2 separate regions of the Rattus norvegicus genome follow, and region 2 is linked to region 1. The links are chromatin contacts, called in public Hi-C maps. All regions are on one chromosome and are shown on one strand. Each heading gives the region's core, a stretch centred on a gene start, on an enhancer-like site or on the middle of the called end of the contact. The rest is flanking DNA. Distances are from core to core; before and after follow the strand shown. Region 1 has its middle 63 kb from the start of Asap2. Region 2 holds the start of Asap2 (ArfGAP with SH3 domain, ankyrin repeat and PH domain 2).

Region 1 (3,650 bases), core at 1,125-3,624:
GTCCTACAGCCTGATCTTTTAGGGGTATTTTCTCAATTGAGGCTCTGTCCCCTGATGTTTCTAGCTTGTGTCAAGCTGACATAAAACTAGCCAGCACACTTTAACACATATACTCATACAGTACTTTCGGTCTATACTAGTTTTCTGCACCCACATATGTGTGTTTGTACTGCCATGCATGTACACATGTATCAATGCACTTTAGGAATGTAGGTATGCAGGTATGTGTACATCCATTTTACTAGCAGATATGACATGCGTGTGAACAAACTTGTGTGCTTATATTTGGTGCTATATCCCTGTTTGGGAGTGTGCATCCAAGCAGGATGGGTTTAGATGGACCCCACACCCTCTAGTTTCCAGTCCCTATTTTGCCTCACACTGTCCTCTGAGCTTTTGTTTCTGGTGCAGGTCTGTCCCCACAGCGCCACCTGTTGACCACTTTGTTTCTAGAGATGGAGATGGATACATGATACATAATGGATAGATTGATACATAGATAATAGTTACATAGATACATAGATGATAGACAGACAGACACACACACACACATGATAGATAGTTACATACATAGATGCCACTATGCATCAGAGAGGAGCATGCATCAGAGGAGAAGCCCAGGGTATAGGGACACTACCAACACAGCCCCTAAGATCAAAGTGTCCCCAGATGGTCCCATAGTCCATTTTCAAATCTAGAGACGAACTTCCTGTCAGGAAGCCACCCAAGCCCGTGGAGGAAGCACCACCCAAGAGGTACGACGTCTTGGTGTGCCTTACAGAATGTGGCTTTTGCACTTCTGTGGCTTGTGGGAAAAGCTAGTCCCAAGCCACAGCTCACCCTATACCAAACCTTGTAGCTAGCCAGTGTCAGAGGCAGTGTGGTGGGTGGCAATGGTAGCAGAGGTAGGGAGGCTCCAGGGGGCCCAGAGAGGGAGTGTCAAGGCTGGGGTGGTGGGAGGATGGAGGAATTTTAGAAGCAAGATGGACTCCTGAGCTCTCCTGGAGGTTCCGGCCAAACTCACCGACTCTGCTTCTTTCAGGGTTTTAAAGATTCATTTTATTATTTCAATTGTGGGCGTGTATGTGAGTAAAAGAGACTACATGCATGTGCATATATGCATGAAGGGGGTCTGCGGAGGCCAGAGCAGGACATTGGATCTCCTGAAGATGGGGTTACAGGCAGTTGTGAGCCCTTGTACATAGATGCTGGGAACCAAACTCCGGTCCCAGTAGAAGTGGTAAGTGTTCTAACCACTGAGATATCTCTCCAGCCCCACCTCACATACTTTAAGCTTAGACCACACCAAACTCAGTGAAATGTCCTAAGTACAGCATGACACTTCTTACTAAAATACATTTGTATCCATGGTTTCTGCACCCAGACTGCCCTTCCCCTTTGAACGGAAAACTCCTATTCATCCTACAAAACCTCATCTCTTGTGTCTCATTTGTACAGCCATCCCTGTCTCCCATACCTCCTTCTTAGTCTTAGTCTTATTAGTCAGTAATAACTACATTTATCTTCCATTTGGCAGATTTACTTTGTCCCTTGTGGTTCACTTATTTTTTTAAGATTTATTTATTTATTATGTGCAGTGAAGAGGGTGCCAAGAACACATTACAGATGGTTGTGAGCCACCATGTGATTGCTGGGAACTGAACTCAGGACATCTGGAAGCGCAGACAATGAGTTCAACCTCTGAACCATCTCTCCAGCCCAGTTCACATATTTTTAATGGCCATGCTGGCCTAATTAGGGTCAGATCACTAGTCCTGTTCCCTGCTATGTGTTATAAACATGAGCCTCCAAAGTTTAAGTAATCCAGTCATGATTATAAGTTCACCCTTATAATCCCAGCACTAGAGGTGCTAAGGCAAGAGAGTCTCCAATGTGAAGCCATCTTTGGCTCCCCAGGAAAGCCCTGTCTCGTAGAATGAATGAAGATGCCTAAGAAGCTTGTCCTAGGTCCAGTAACTGACAAGGAACAGACTCACAACTCAAACCCTATGCTGCCTGACTCAGAGCCCCTAGATACTGTCACCATTGCTTGGCTCTGTCCCCTTCCAAAGGGTGTGGGAGGCCATGTCAGCTTCATCTTGGCGTCCTCTTGACCACTAACTTCTCAACACAAAACTTCCTTTAGTCTGGGAGCCGTTGAAGTTGGCTAAATTGCTCCTATTGGGAGGCATTGTAGGAACAGACTGACAAGGCTCAAATCCAAGATATTCAAGAGCCATCCTAGGATGCAACGCTAAGAATGGCCAGTAGATGGCGCTGTTTCACTACGCCAGTTGCCGATTCTGACGCCTGCAGGACTGTTTTTCCACTGGGTGTGTCTGGGGCTTCGATTTTCAGCCCTCCAACATCAGAGTTAATGGATGGAAGAATTCAAGTGCTAGTGAGTGAACCAAAATATATGGAGCATAAAATTGATATCAAGGAGATAGGGCATTTCCCTCTCCCTTGCTTTCGCTGGAGTTCACTTGCTAGGTTTCTCAGAAAGGAAAGACGCCTTAAAGTGTAGAATTTAGTCAAAAACCAGAAGCACCCCAGTGGTGTCACTTGTGCATCAAGCTGGGCTTTAACCTCATGACACGGACTTCAGGGTTACTCCAAGATTGACTGCAGCTGGGGTTTTTTGTTTTTTCTTTTTTTAAGATTTATTTATTTATTACATATGAGTACACTGTGGCTGTCTTCGCATACACCAGAAGAGGGCATCTGATCTCATTACAGATGGTTGTGAGCCACCATGTGGTTGCTGGGATTTGAACTCAGGACCTCTGGAAGAGCAATCAGTGCTCTTAACTGCTGAGCTATCTCTCCAGCACTAAATGCAACTGTTAAATGTTATCGACAAATCATGCAAGTATGTTTTCTTTTACTCGAGCCAAAATTAACACAAGGCCCTGCAAAGCCTTCTAGATAATGTATCCTTTTCTGGTAAATGCAGCTTAGGCACTCATTATTTATGGATGGACCACAGGGGGAGGGTACTCCAAACTGAGCCGAGCAGAAAGTTGGGACAAAGGGTACAGAGTCAGGGGTGGATCAGGGAGGCTCATTATTAGGAGAACCTGGGGTCACCTCCCCACAAAAGCTTCTCTGCCATTTTCTAACCATATTGATTCAGGAAGAACCATCAGTGATGGTGATGACACAGATCTATATATGGCCTGAAACTGTGTTGAATACCGTGCACGCAGTGCACACACACACACACACACACACACACACACACACACACACTCACTCACTCACTCGGGGTATCCCTGGCATCTATAGCTATGCCGGACAGGACCAGAGATTGAAATGGAAGGACAGACAGATGCATGAACCCAACTGTAGCTTCCCTTGGGTCTGCCATTACTTAAACACCAAAACTTATTTTGTTTTTCAGAAGGGTCTGTGGGGAGACCATGGCTTAGTGCATGAAACACCGTGTGTGTAGGCTTGAAGACTGAAATTCAGATCTCTAGAACCACATAAAAGCTGGGCAGGTATGGCAGTTACCTGTAATCCCAGCATCTGTGAGACAGACGAGGCATCCTCAGGGTTGCCTGGCTAGCCTCGATGGAGTCAGCAAGCTCCAGCCCAGGAGGAGGCCTGGCCTCAGTAAATAGAGAGTAGTGTAGGAAAACACCCAA
Region 2 (4,142 bases), core at 1,269-3,768, 62 kb after region 1:
TAAATTCCTCCCCTCTTCCTTCCCCTTGCTGTTCTTGTTTTCTTCCAATGTGAGAGATGAACCCACAGGTTCTATATACTCCAGACAAGTACTAGTAATCTACCACTAGGTGACATCCAGCCAACCTCTTCTTCTTCACAAACTCTCCAACCTCAGGTATGTTATAGCAACAAAAACAGACCAATACACCCAAGGTAAAAAAAAAAAAAAAAAAAGAACTGTAGTCTTTTATATAAAAAATATAGGCTCAAATACATATGGAGTCATAATATCTCAGATTTTAATATTTTTTTTTTGGTTCTTTTTTTTTCGGAGCTGGGGACCGAACCCAGGGCCTTGCGCTTCCTAGGTAAGCGCTCTACCACTGAGCTAAATCCCCAGCCCCTCAGATTTTAATATTTAACATAGTTTTACATGGTATACATTTTGAACCAATCCCTAATGGGATCTAGAACATTTATATTTTACAGTAAAATGTAACTGTTTGTATGATATGAGATAAACAAGATTATATATTGCCTCAATTCAGTTTCAGGACAATTTTTTTTTTTTTGGTTCTTTTTTTTTTCGGAGCTGGGGACCGAACCCAGGGCCTTGCACTTCCTAGGTAAGCGCTCTACCACTGAGCTAAATCCCCAGCCCCGACAATTTTTTTTTCATTAAGAATTATTATATATATTTTTTGAGACAAGGTTTCTCTGTGTAGAGCCCTGGCTTTCCTGGAACTCACTGTGTAGACCTGGCTATCCTTGAACTCACAAAGATTCACCTGCCTCTGACTCCTGAGTGCTGGGGTTAAAGGTGTGTGACACCATGCCCAGCAAGAATTATTTTTAAAAATAGATATTTTCAGGTATTTTTTAAAATAAACATAATGGTGTCCAGGCCTCTAATGGTAATATCAGCATCTTCTTCTCTTGATGCATTAAAAATGTGTAAATGAAGGGTGGGGAGGTAGCTTATTGGTGGATCACTTGTTCTAGGCCTTGGATTCAGTCCTCAGTACCAAGGACTTACGGGTGGGAAGAGAGGGAGTGTGTACTACAGCACAGTACTCTGGAGGTATACACGCCAAGACAGGTGTGTTCCCAAGACACGGAATGAATGGAGGTTCACACGGGTAGAAGGTGGCAGTGAGATGCTGAGCTCTGGGATTGCAGTTTATTGCCCAGCGCAGGAATAAAAGCTACCCACCGGCACGGCTATTTTTGAAGACTGAACTTATTCACGCACAGTGCTAGTAAAATACCAGAAGCCATACATAATGTCTGACCCCAGCTGCCACCTCATACAGCAAATTTGTCCATGGGAGCCTTTAAAAAGATTGACTGGTCTACTGTCCTATGGCAGCAGGAGACCACTTTTATCTCCCATGTTGGGTTTACAATGGCTCTCACACTCCCTCCTTTTCTGACACACAAAAGGGTTTTGTAAAGTTTCTCTAGGCTGTATTGTTGGCAGCTGCAGTAACCATGCCTCAAGCCTCGGGGAGTTATAGGGTGTGATTTTTGACTAGTGTCTTGAGAACCTCTGGATTTTAAAATACAGCTGAGAATTTCCATAGGCGATATAGAGGAAAATGTACTAATTCAGATGATTTATTGACCCAGTCTTGTTCGTGATCGGCCAGCTGCGGGTTGGAGTACTCTCTCTCTCTCTGAGAACCATCAGGTACAATAACACCCTTTATCTCATGCTCTACCTCTGGTTCTTTTGGGTACCCCCCACTTCTGATAGCAATATCAGTGTGTTCTGCAATCTTCTCAGGGTGAAGCTTGGCCTAGCACCCTAAAATTGTTTACACGTAACTGGGAGTATCCCTAATTCTACAAGCTTAAGGAATATGATGTTTACTAGGGCCTGGAAGTATTCTTCCAAGTCGAAGGCCATGGGTTTGAACTCCCGTTCCACCTATACCAGGTGATCTATGGTCAACTTCCCATGCAAAATACCCATCTTTACCCCTGGCTTCTTAAGGCTGTGAGGAGGCGCACAGACAGAAAGAACATTATTATTGCATCCCAACCTGTCCCTGCGACCAGTCCCGCTAGGGTGCCCTGGAGGATTTCACCGTCCTGTAGGGGGCGAGCTACCCACACTGTCTACACTAGCCCTTCCCTGATATGCTGGTGGGGAATTCAGGGGGTTGTTAGCCCAGGGGTGGAACTGGGGAGCAAAAGAGTGGGCTCCCGTCCAGCCCGGAAGCCGGTGTCCCCGGTACCTGTCCACGCCCTCTGGGTAATGTGGCTAGGGCTCAAGGAGGGTGCGGGGTGGGGGACGGGCACCGCAGCTCAGGATAGGGCGCGCCCTCGAACCATTGCACGCCCCGAAGGCAGACACAATGCGGCGGCCCGCAGCGGCTGACCGGCCCGGAGCGCACACCGCCCTCCTTCCTGCGGCCTCCGCTTCCCGGCGGCGCGGTGGCGGCGAGCGCGCCGATTGGCGGCCCGGCCTGCGCCCCGCCCCGCCCCGCCGGCCACCGCCCCCTCCCCGGCCGGGACCCGCCCCTCTCCGCGGGAGGCGTTGGGGCCAGCGGCTGGGTGGCGGGCAGTTCCCGCCGGCTGTGCGCGCCCGCGTCTGGGCTCGCTCGGAGAGGACGCGGCGGCGGCGGCTCCTGAAGCACAGCGGGCAGAGCTGCGGGCTGCGCGCGCCCCTGCTCCCACCGGGCGTCCCGCGGTGGCTCCCGCGTCCTGCGGCGGCTCCCGCGCCCCGCGCTCCCCTTTGTCCGCGGCCCGGAGCGGCGGCGGCGGCGGGGTCGGAGCCCGCGCCCTGGGCGACTGAGGCGGCGGCGGTCCGCGCCCCGGCGCCGCGGCGATGCCGGACCAGATCTCCGTGTCGGAATTCGTGGCCGAGACCCATGAGGACTACAAGGCGCCCACGGCCTCTAGCTTCACCACGCGCACGGCCCAGTGCCGGAACACCGTGGCGGCCATCGAGGAGGTGAGTGGTAGCCTCGGCTGCGCGGGGCGGGAGGCTAGGGCCGTGGGGATCGCGCTGCGCCCTGGGGACCCGCTAGGCTTCGGCGCCTGGTGCCGGATGCCTAGTGCCCGCCGCCTGCGCCCATACCCGGGAAAAGTTTCTGGTCCCCCAGAGCTGGACGCGGCCGGGCCAGCAGTGCCCGACACAGAAGCCCTTTGTTCCCTGAGAGGTGGCTCTGGGGAGAGGCTGGTTGGCCACCTTGGGCCTTTTTGGCGAACCCTCCTGTCTGCTCCCATTTCACTCGCAGGGTTTCAGGTCCTTTGCTCCCATCCTTGGAGAGGTCAACTTCGGCTGCGGAGTCCGTGGCGGCTGCGAGCCGGGACCCCTGCGAGCTCTGCGGCCCTGGAGTGATGGGTCCCCCTGCGCGGACCTCTCCAACTTGTTCCAGAAGTGGCCCGGCGGGGGCAGCTGTGCGTTCTGAGCCAACAAGCAGAGCAGATCCAGGGGACCCCCAAGCTTCTTAGGCAAGGGTGCCCATCCCAGCTTGGGAGGCCTGGCAGTTCCCACTGCGTGCCGCAGAGCAGCGCTGCGGAGGGATGTGGAGAACCAGCGCTTTGAGGTTCAAAACGCCCTTGTTGGCCGCTCCTGAGCTACCTGTGTGGTGCCTGTTGACAGTATGGTCAGCTCTTTTGCCCTTAACCTGAAAAAGGCCTGATTTTAGTAAGGGTTTTGAAGGTGCATAGTCATCGTATTGAGTGGCTAAGCAGCGAGCTCTCCAGATCCCGGGGAAGAGGGATGGCAAGAATGAAACAGCTTGGTTTGAAAATTGAAGCAGGCTTGGAAGAGGCTGTGTGAGTCCAGGGACCACGGCTGATCGTGGCTTGGGACAGCCTCACTTCCATCATTTTCTTTACCTCCCAAACAGAATTTACAGTTGCATGTTTTCAGCTCCTTAGGCTTTGTGTATCCAGCTGGACTCACAATCGGTAGCTGGAGTCCGAGACACACACGTGTAGCAGTAGTGAACTGATGAGTAGATTTCCTTTGGCCAGAATTTTAAGATCAGGGTAAGATGTAGATATTTTAAAATACCTGTGCCAGAGGTTGGGGGAGGGGGAGGGGTTGGTCTTCAGAGAGCTTTTAAATTAAGCTATGTCATTACATCGTTTCCCCTTGCTTGAACAAAGCATTCGCTATTAAGCTTCGTTTGGGGAAAAAAAAAA

Evidence for each region. Hi-C and Micro-C count contacts between places; a contact is called where the count stands out from the background.
Region 2: a Hi-C map of Schwann cells shows a contact between it and region 1, with 9 times the contacts expected there. The contact joins the promoter of Asap2 here to the enhancer-like site in region 1. A contact is called at or near these places in 7 of 12 Hi-C or Micro-C datasets (the A7r5 cell line, Schwann cells, frontal cortex and 4 more) and 1 of 1 datasets of contacts at active chromatin or transcription factors (oligodendrocytes).

Annotation. Positions count from the first base shown.
Region 1 is chr6:46,322,072-46,325,721 of GRCr8, forward strand. No RefSeq gene overlaps it. Among named protein-coding and RNA genes, the nearest start is that of Asap2, 63 kb to the right of the region's middle. Within about 2 kb of position 2,375, at least 2 of the 93 cell types and tissues checked have an H3K27ac peak or open chromatin away from gene starts, as enhancers often do. A contact at or near this core is called in Schwann cells, where this site is marked.
Region 2 is chr6:46,384,087-46,388,228 of GRCr8, forward strand. Asap2 (ArfGAP with SH3 domain, ankyrin repeat and PH domain 2) reads left to right here and starts at 2,519. Exons shown (of 27, transcript NM_001108704.2): 1 at 2,519-2,940. The coding sequence starts at 2,815.